Linked DNA regions of Zea mays: region 1 is linked to region 2. Evidence: chromatin contacts called from public Hi-C data. All regions are on one chromosome and are shown on one strand. The core of a region is the stretch at or near the end of the contact, and the rest is flanking DNA. Distances in the headings are between cores, read along the strand shown. Region 1 holds the start of LOC100274222 (DNA repair protein RAD23). Region 2 holds the start of LOC100283083 (zinc finger protein CONSTANS-LIKE 16).

Region 1 (4,317 bases), core at 347-2,846, 230 kb before region 2:
AATACGAAGAAACTGGAAAAGAAAAGAGATGAAATAATTCAAATCCAAATCTGTGTTATGTTGAATCTGAGACTTCCATTCTGGAAGACTAATCACTTGGTCATACAGAGTTGAGGAAATCAAATAACAATTTGCAAGATATTCAAAGAAATAATTTACAATTTACATGGAAATCATCAAAGAAATCAGTCACAATGCCAATTCTCAGGCAAATGACTGCACCATCCAGAGCACTAGCAGAAGTAACAAGACAACTATCTACTGTAGATAACTTATGAGCATCATAATTCATAAGGCAAACTACTAATATTTTACTAGCAATCCATACATGTAACAATAACAGCTGAAGTAAAGTAAGATATGAAAGTGAAATTAATGCAACCAACCCAAAACACTCAAAATATGGCACGACTTGCAGGCAAACCAATCACAGTTTCCAGTTAAGAACCAGATTATTGAACACATCACTGATGGGATAAGACAGAGAGCACCAAATACCTTGGACAACATTATAACAAGGAAGCTGTTCTCAGCAACTCCGTTGCTTTCCAAAGTGGTTTCATCCTTGAGAATTTTCCCTTGGTATATGAGCATTTGCTGGTCCGCCCGGTAGGTACTCTGACCTTGAGTGGTCTCAATGATCCTCTTCACATCAGCAACCTGAAAATTACAAGCAGTGAGTAGGCTGCACGACTAGAGACGTTGCCGAGCAACATAAATAGAACACCACGACATGCTGAATCATCCGTCTGTACAGCAACCGCGCCGCATTACTGTGATAATTACGACGAACACACGCAACCACAAACCCCAAACTCCAACCAACGACAAACCCTAGACTATGTCCCGTGTGAGAAACTGAAGTTCAAAATGCAGAAAACCAGAGAGCAACGGGCTCCCACCATCCGCCGGCTGGACGCCCCCAAAATAAAAACCCTAGATTCATATCAAAGCCCCCTGCGCTACCAGCGGCCGGCAGCGCAATCGCTGCACCAGATAACCGCGAAATCGTACCGAGCCGCACCCGAATCCAGGGAAACGGTCAAAAATTGCACGGAATCGATCGGATTGAAGTGAGAAGGACGGGAAGGGGGCCGTACCGATGCATCGGGGCTCGCCTCGATCTCGAAGTTGGTGCCCTTGAGGGTCTTGACGTTAAGCTTCATCTCGCCCGACGCCGCCTCGGTCCTTGAACTCTCCCTCCTCACGCTGCCTGACTGAGGTTCGAGTTGGGGACTGGCGAGGGTTTCGTCGCCTCGCCTTGGGGGTTCGACCTCGCGAGGGCGCACGGGGAAGAGTAATTATAGGCGAAAAAAAATCCGGAGGCTACAAAAGAGAAATCAGCGCCTGGCGGCTGGCTCTCAGGGTCGACCTAGATATTCTCGCTGTCCCGTGGGACCGTGCCTGATTGATCCTGGCGTCAGTGAAAGGGGCGGGTGATTGGATCGGAAGGCGTGGAGAGTGGTGGCGAGGTTGTGGGTGGATCTAGCTGCACTGTCACGCACACGCGGGTGTTTTGAGGCGGTTGCGCTGTGCGCTGGCCGCTGGCTGAGGGGATAGATGTAAACGGAAGTGTGCCCGGTTGGGAAAAAAAAGTTGCCCACACCAATACACGGTTAGGCTGGCTCGACCGACTTTGAGCTGTTTTGTTAAGCTAATATTAGCCAGATGAGCGTACATTGCTACGGTTTCTATATATATATGTCGATGTTTCGACCCCGGGGTTCCTGTACGAAACACGAAGGGAGGCAAAAAGGGGAGACAGGCAAAAGGGGAAACTCGCGGCCTTCGTGTTGCCCTGCGCCTAGGTCGGGTATGCTTGCAGTAGGGGGTTACAAGCGTCCGCGTGGGAGAGAGCGAGAGACTTTACGCGTCGTCCCGTTCCCCCGCGCGGCCAACCTTCTTGTAAGAGAGCCCTGGACCTTCCTTTTATAGGCGTAAGGAGAGGGTCAAGATGTACAATGGGGGTGTAGCAGTGTGCTAACGTGTCTAGCAGAGAGGAGCTAGTGCCCTAAATACATGTCGTCGTGGCAGCCGGAGAGGTCTTGGCACCCTGTTCATGTGATGTCGTGGTCGTCGAAGGAGCGCTGGAGCCTTGCGGAAGGACAGTTGTCGGGGCTGTCGAGTCCTTGCTGACGTCTCCTTGCTTCCGTAAGGGGCTGAGAGCCGCCGTCGTCACGGAGCACGCGGGGCGCCATCATTATTTGTTTACCGGGGCGAGCCAGGTGGGACGTCGGTCTTGTTCCCCGTAGCCTGAGCTAGCTAGGGGTAGGGTAATGATGGCCCCCCTGTGACGTGGTCGGTCCGAGCCCTGGGCGAGGCGGAGGCTCCTCCGAGGTCGAGTCTGTCTTCCGAGGTCGAGGTCGAGTCCGAGCCCCGGGTCGGGCGAGGCGGAGACCATCGTCTGAGGCCGAGGCCGAGTCCGAGCCCTGGGGTCGGCGAGGCGGAGTTCGTCGTCTTCCGGGGCCGAGTCCGAGCCCTGGGGTCGGGCGAGGCGGAGTTCGTCGTCTTCCGGGGCCGAGGCCGAGTCCGAGCCCTGGGGTCGGGCGAGGCGGAGTTCGTCGTCTTTCGGGGCCGAGGCCGAGTCAGAGCCCTGGGGTCGGGCGAGGCGGAGCTTCCTATGGCGCCCGAGGTCGGACTTGGCTGCTGTCCGCCTCACTCTGTCGAGTGGCACAGCAGTCGGAGCGGCGCAGGCGGCGCTGTCTTCTTGTCAGGCCGGTCAGTGGAGCGGCGAAGTGACTGCGGTCACTTCGGCTCTGTCGACTGAAAGGTGCGCGTCAGGATAAGGTGTCAGGCCATCCTTGCATTAAATGCTCCTGCGATACGGTCGGTCGGTGTGGCGATCCGGCCAAGGTTGCTTCTCGGCGAAGACTGGGCCTCGGGCGAACCGAAGGTGTGTCCGTTGCTTGAGGGGGTCCTCGGGCGAGACGTGGATCCTCCGGGGTCGGTTGCCCTTGCCCGAGGCTGGGCTTGGGCGAGGCGAGATCGTGTCCCTTGAGTGGACCGAGCCTTGACTTAATCGCACCCATCAGGCCTTTGCAGCTTTGTGCTGATGGGGGTTACTAGCTGAGATTAGGAGTCTTGGGGTACCCCTAATTATGGTCCCCGACAGTAGCCCCCGAGCCTCGAAGGGAGTGTTAATACTCGCTTGGAGGCTTTTGTCACACTTTTTTGCAAGGGGACCGACCTTTCTCGGTTGCGTTTTCGTTCCGGTGGGCGCGCGCACCGGGTGTAGCCCCCCGAGGCCTCGGAGGAGTGGTTTGACTCCTTCGAGGTCTTAATGCGTTTCGTGATGCTTTGGCCGGTCTGGTTGTTCCCTCATGCGAACTGGCCGTAGCCCGGGTGCACAGTCGAGTCCCAAGTTCTCGGGCTGGTATGTTGACGCTGTCAACGGTTTGGCCGGAGCCGGGTTTGTGAGAGCAGCCCCCGAGCTTCCGCATAGAGCGAGAGGACGGTCAAGGACAGACTCTACTTTTTTACATACGCCCCTGCATCGCCTTTCCGCAAGGAGGAGGGGGGAAAGCGCCATGTTGCCCTCGGAGGGCGCCGGACGTGGTGTCTCCAGTGAGTTGCTAACGGGTAATCCGAGTGGACGCCCGTGTGTAACACCCTAAAACCCTATTTTTTTGGGATCTAGAAAAAAAAATCATCTCAGGAACTAAATAAAAATGTTATCTAAGAAAAGATGGGAGAAAAAAAAATCATCGTAAGACTAGAGGTACTTTTTGAATAAACTATATATAAAGTACTTGTAAAGAAAAAATATCCCACCAAGGTAATTCTTTATATTGGACCTTACTTTTCACAAAAGAAATATATAATGAATATTTTTGTTCTTCTAAATTAAACTTTTTAACTTTGATCACACATTCAAAATTATTTGTGCATTGCATTTGTGAACCAATACTTAGATAAATAAATTGGCAAATTTTATACTGGTGTTTTTGTTTGTGCATTAAAAACCTAAATTTAAAATCTCAAATTCGAACTCAATTTTGAAATTGGATATCAAATAAAAACAAAATAACAAGAAAAGAAAAAGAAAAGGAGAAAATCAGTTCTGGGCTCGCGCAAGCACATTTCGGCCCATCTCCACTTATCTCCTCTCTTGGCCCAACTCGTGCACTCAGTCACTTGCGCGCGCCTGGGTGTTTTCTCGCCGACTGGTGGGCCCCGCGGGCAGGGTAGGCTGCGGACACTAGGATCACGGGGCGTGCTGGCTGGTGGGCCCGTGACGGCGGTCTCCCAGCGCTCACGCTTGAAACCCTGGCAGTCGGGCCCAGACCGTCAGCGCCATCTCCTACCTACCGCCGAAAT
Region 2 (4,003 bases), core at 1,375-3,874:
GGTAGAGTTTCCCAGGTCGGCTCAATGATGTTGCTGGGAGAGACGTCAGAGCTATCTTTGAATGGGCCATTGAGGACTGATCTGATAGATCTTTATGCGAGTTCCCCAGCGGAGTCGCCAAAAAGTGTGTTGGCACTGATCTGGGCACCAATTATTGCGATGACTACCGGCGGCGGTGCTCTCTATTGAAGCGCGAACGGTCCGCAGCCGAGGGCCGGACGATCCATGACATGGCGCAGAGGCTAGGGTTTCTACTTGACGAGTCGAACCGTCCACGTCTGGTTGCCGGACGGTCCGCGCGTGCGCAGTTCGCCAACATATTTAAGGGTTTGTCTTAGGTCGGCAGGCCACCCAAAACGCCTCTAAGCGACATAGAGTCGAAGAGAGGTAAATATTAGAGAGAGGAAACTATGTTACTGTCTACTCCTAGTGCAAAATGTAAAGAACAAAAGATAATTTGATTGTTTAATTGATTGTTGGTTGTTTAATTGATCATACCCCTTCAACTATATAACGAGGAGTCTAGACTTATTCCTAGACGTCCTCCAACAGCTTCTGCGAGATTAGAGAGATAGACACGCGAGAAGATATGTACATATAGCCAAACGTCAGCGGGCTGGACCATCCGGTGCCACCTACAAATAGTGATCAATAGTTCGGAACCAATATTCCCTCCGCGCTCTATTATAAAGAAAATTACTCGACCATCGTCACAAGCAAATAAAGCAAGTGCCACTCTAAGGCAGCAGCTTATAAAATGTTTAAATTGTCGAACGGATCCGATGAAAGAATAGTCATTTTTATTTTATTTGAGTTGAATTGAATTAGCTAAAGAGCAACTTCGACGAGTTGTTTGTTCTTGTCATGGTTTCATGACGACGGACGAGACTCGAGAGGCGCCGGAGCCGACGGCGCGCTGTCGCACCTCCAGTATATATATATATGCAGCCACGCAGGCACAACCAAGCATGCAGAATGCCGGCGGCACTAAGCGAGGCCAGCGATGGTGAGACTGCCACCGGCGGTGGCGCGCTTGACGAAGCGGCCCTTCATCCGTGGCCGCTTCTCGGCGTTGAGCTTGCGCACCTCGTACCGGATCTTCTTGGAGAAGAGCCGCGTCCTGCGCTTCTCCCGGTACCGCGACACTCGGGCCTCCCGGCCAACGTCGTCCATGCCCTGCCCCAGCCTCGGCGTGCCCAGCAAGTCCTCACCGCCGTGGCCGACCATTCCTCGTCCCACAACCCACATGTTCTGTATTTAGAACAAGAATTGAATTCGACGTTAACACAATCACTCCGATCGAGCGAAGCCGTGCATGCACTCAAAAAGTCAGGGATCTCGATGATGTGGCGGGGCCCGGGAATTGAACGTACCGTGCAGTCGTGGGGCCAGCTGTCGTCGAGCTTGACATGTGGTCGTTCGGCGCCGCCGGTCCACGGCGAGCTCCCCCAGCTCTGGATGATGGCCTCGTAGTTGAGGGTGAGCGAGAGGCTCGTCTGCAAGAACTGGCCGTCGGTTCCCGTGTGGCTGCTGCTCGCGGCATTCTCGGTCGTCGTCGTGTCCTGAGGCGAGCCGTAGTTGAAGTCGATGTCCAGCATCTCGTCAGATGCATCTGGGTCCAGCAGCTCGAGGGCGCACGCCAGCGTGCCACTGGCTTCGCAGGCACTGCCGGCGTCAGTCTCCACCTTGACTCGCGACGCGTCTTCACCCACTTCCACCGGTTCCAGGAGGCCCAGCGTCTCCATGCAGAACGACGAGCTCTCCTCGTTGCCGTCGTCCAGGCCGTACCCGAGCAAGGCCTCCATGTCCGCGGCGAACTCCCTGAGCTCGGCGTCGGTCGGCCCGAAGTTGGCATGACCTCCGTCGGGGAAAAACTGCACCAGCGGCGCCGCTGCAGGTGTCTCTCGATCTGTCTTCGCCGGGTCCTCGACGGCGCCGTCTTCGTTGCAGGACGACGCGAGAGCGGCCGCGTCCTCAAGAGGCTGGGGCGAGCAGAACTCTGCCAGGGCAGGGTCAAAGACAGGCACGCGGTAAAGCACCTCCTCCTCCGGCTCCTCGGCCTCGAACTCCCCCTCGTCGTTCCGACCATCTGGCGAGTCCCCGCCCGCCGCATGGGGCACAACGAGGCGCCGCGACAACGTCCGCACATCGCTTTTGGCGCGCCCACCGCGCGGGGTGCGCGCCTTGCGCTTGAACCACGCCGGCACCACCTCGTCGTGGCTCTCGCGATTCGCTGACGCCGGCGTGGGAGGCGGCGGCGTCTGCAGCGGAGACGTGGGGCGCAGACGCAGCCTCTCGTGACGCCGCGCGAGCGAGTTCGCGGAGTGCACCGACGTGTCGCAGACTTGGCACAGGAACGCGTCGTCCGCTGCGCAGTACCACCTGGCCCGCCGGCGCAGGCACGCGTCACAGGCGCGCGCCTCCTTGCCACCCACCGCCGCCGCCTTCGCCGAGCTGCCGGTCGTGGTCGTGGCAATCATTTCCCTTCAAAGCGGTGTGCCGGCGTGCTACTCAGTGATGGCTTCTTCTACGCTGAATGTAGTAGGATGGGACCTATAGTATCCACATGTGCCGACGTACACTCTGAGTTTTTGTATGTACTGTAGATGTTAGGGAAAAAATGTGCTGAAAATATCGCGGTGCTCGGTTTTATAGAACCGAAGGAGAAGATGGGCCCATCTTGCGCGCTTTCTGGGCCCCGCCGGCTGCACTTTGCTTGCACTTTTGGTGTCGCGCAAGGGCACCACTACCTGCGGGTCTTATCTGCAACGTGATTGGTCGAAGGGTAGCGCAGGATGCGGGGCAGGCGCTTGTGATTGGCTCCGACGGGATTTCCAGTGGGGCCACCACCTTCAGCTACGCACGGCCTACAGGCTAGAGCCCTTTCCACATCGCTCTCACGGTTGCTGGCAGTGGCAGGGGACCGCTAGGGCAAGGCGAGAAAAGTCTTTCTTGGTCTTCGTAGCTCAAGTTATCACTAGGTTATTACTATATGCTAGCTCTGGCTAAGGCTACCATGCATTATGCGGAAGGGAGGTGTCGACCGTAACCATGACAACGTGAAAGAAAACGTTGACGGTGGATAAGGAATAGGATGATGTATTACTGGAATTCGGCTCTTTGCCAGATGCCACATTCGGTAAAGTTCCACTCTCGATAACGACTACGTTTACCGAGAGCAGGACTCTCGGCACAGGAAGACACTCAGCAAAGACAGCTTTGCTGAGTGCTAAACACTTGATAAAAGTCAACGCTCGGTAAAGGGACGTTAGCAGTCGTCTATAGCTGACGGTCGTTACCTTTGGCACTCAGCAAAGAAGCTACTTTGCCGAGTGTCATTATTGGACACTCGGCAAAGTATATTTTTATTTTTTTCTTTTCCCAACCAAAATTTTTGTGGTATGTTTCTACACTATGTAGACCTATATGTTCCATTTTTGCACAATTATAAAAGTGTTTGCTATAGCTATTAGATTTAGTTCGTTTAATTGAATTTCTTCGAAAAATTTAGATTTGAATTGCAAGTCACTCGAAACATGAAAAATCGTGCATGCAAAAATGATATTCATGTTATTTAGCACAAGTTACGATCGATTTCAGGAACATACTAGAATCTTCGATCACTATGCTCACTAAACATGACGGTGAACTTGTCATCCAATTGTTTAAAAACTGTATAAAACACAAACAAAGTTAGAAAATCATGAAGCTTGTCCACATGTCATGATATCATATGTAGATAGGCTGTGATAAAAATTTGAGAATATTTCAAGAAAGTTGTGACGCACTATGTGTAGAAACCTAGCCGGTCCACATTGAAACTCTATGATTTCATGTTACGCTAGTTAGGTTTCTACACATAGTGCGTTACAACTTTCTAGAAATATTCTCAAATTTTTATCACAACCTCTACATATGATATTATGACATGTGGACAAGTTTCATGATTTTTTGACTTTGTTTGTGTTTATTCAATGTTTAAACAACTTGATGACAAGTTCAC

The links. Hi-C and Micro-C count contacts between places; a contact is called where the count stands out from the background.
Region 1: a contact with region 2 is called in a Hi-C map of ear, with 4 times the contacts expected there. The contact joins the promoter of LOC100274222 here to the promoter of LOC100283083 in region 2. A contact is called at or near these places in 7 of 25 Hi-C or Micro-C datasets (bundle sheath, ear, leaf and 2 more).

Annotation. Positions count from the first base shown.
Region 1 is chr9:34,225,618-34,229,934 of Zm-B73-REFERENCE-NAM-5.0, reverse strand. LOC100274222 (DNA repair protein RAD23) reads right to left here and starts at 1,596. Exons shown (of 12, transcript NM_001148593.1): 1 at 1,101-1,596; 2 at 499-660. The coding sequence starts at 1,166.
Region 2 is chr9:33,999,528-34,003,530 of Zm-B73-REFERENCE-NAM-5.0, reverse strand. LOC100283083 (zinc finger protein CONSTANS-LIKE 16) reads right to left here and starts at 2,624. Exons shown (of 2, transcript NM_001155985.2): 1 at 1,374-2,624; 2 at 662-1,251. The coding sequence starts at 2,480. The coding sequence ends at 988.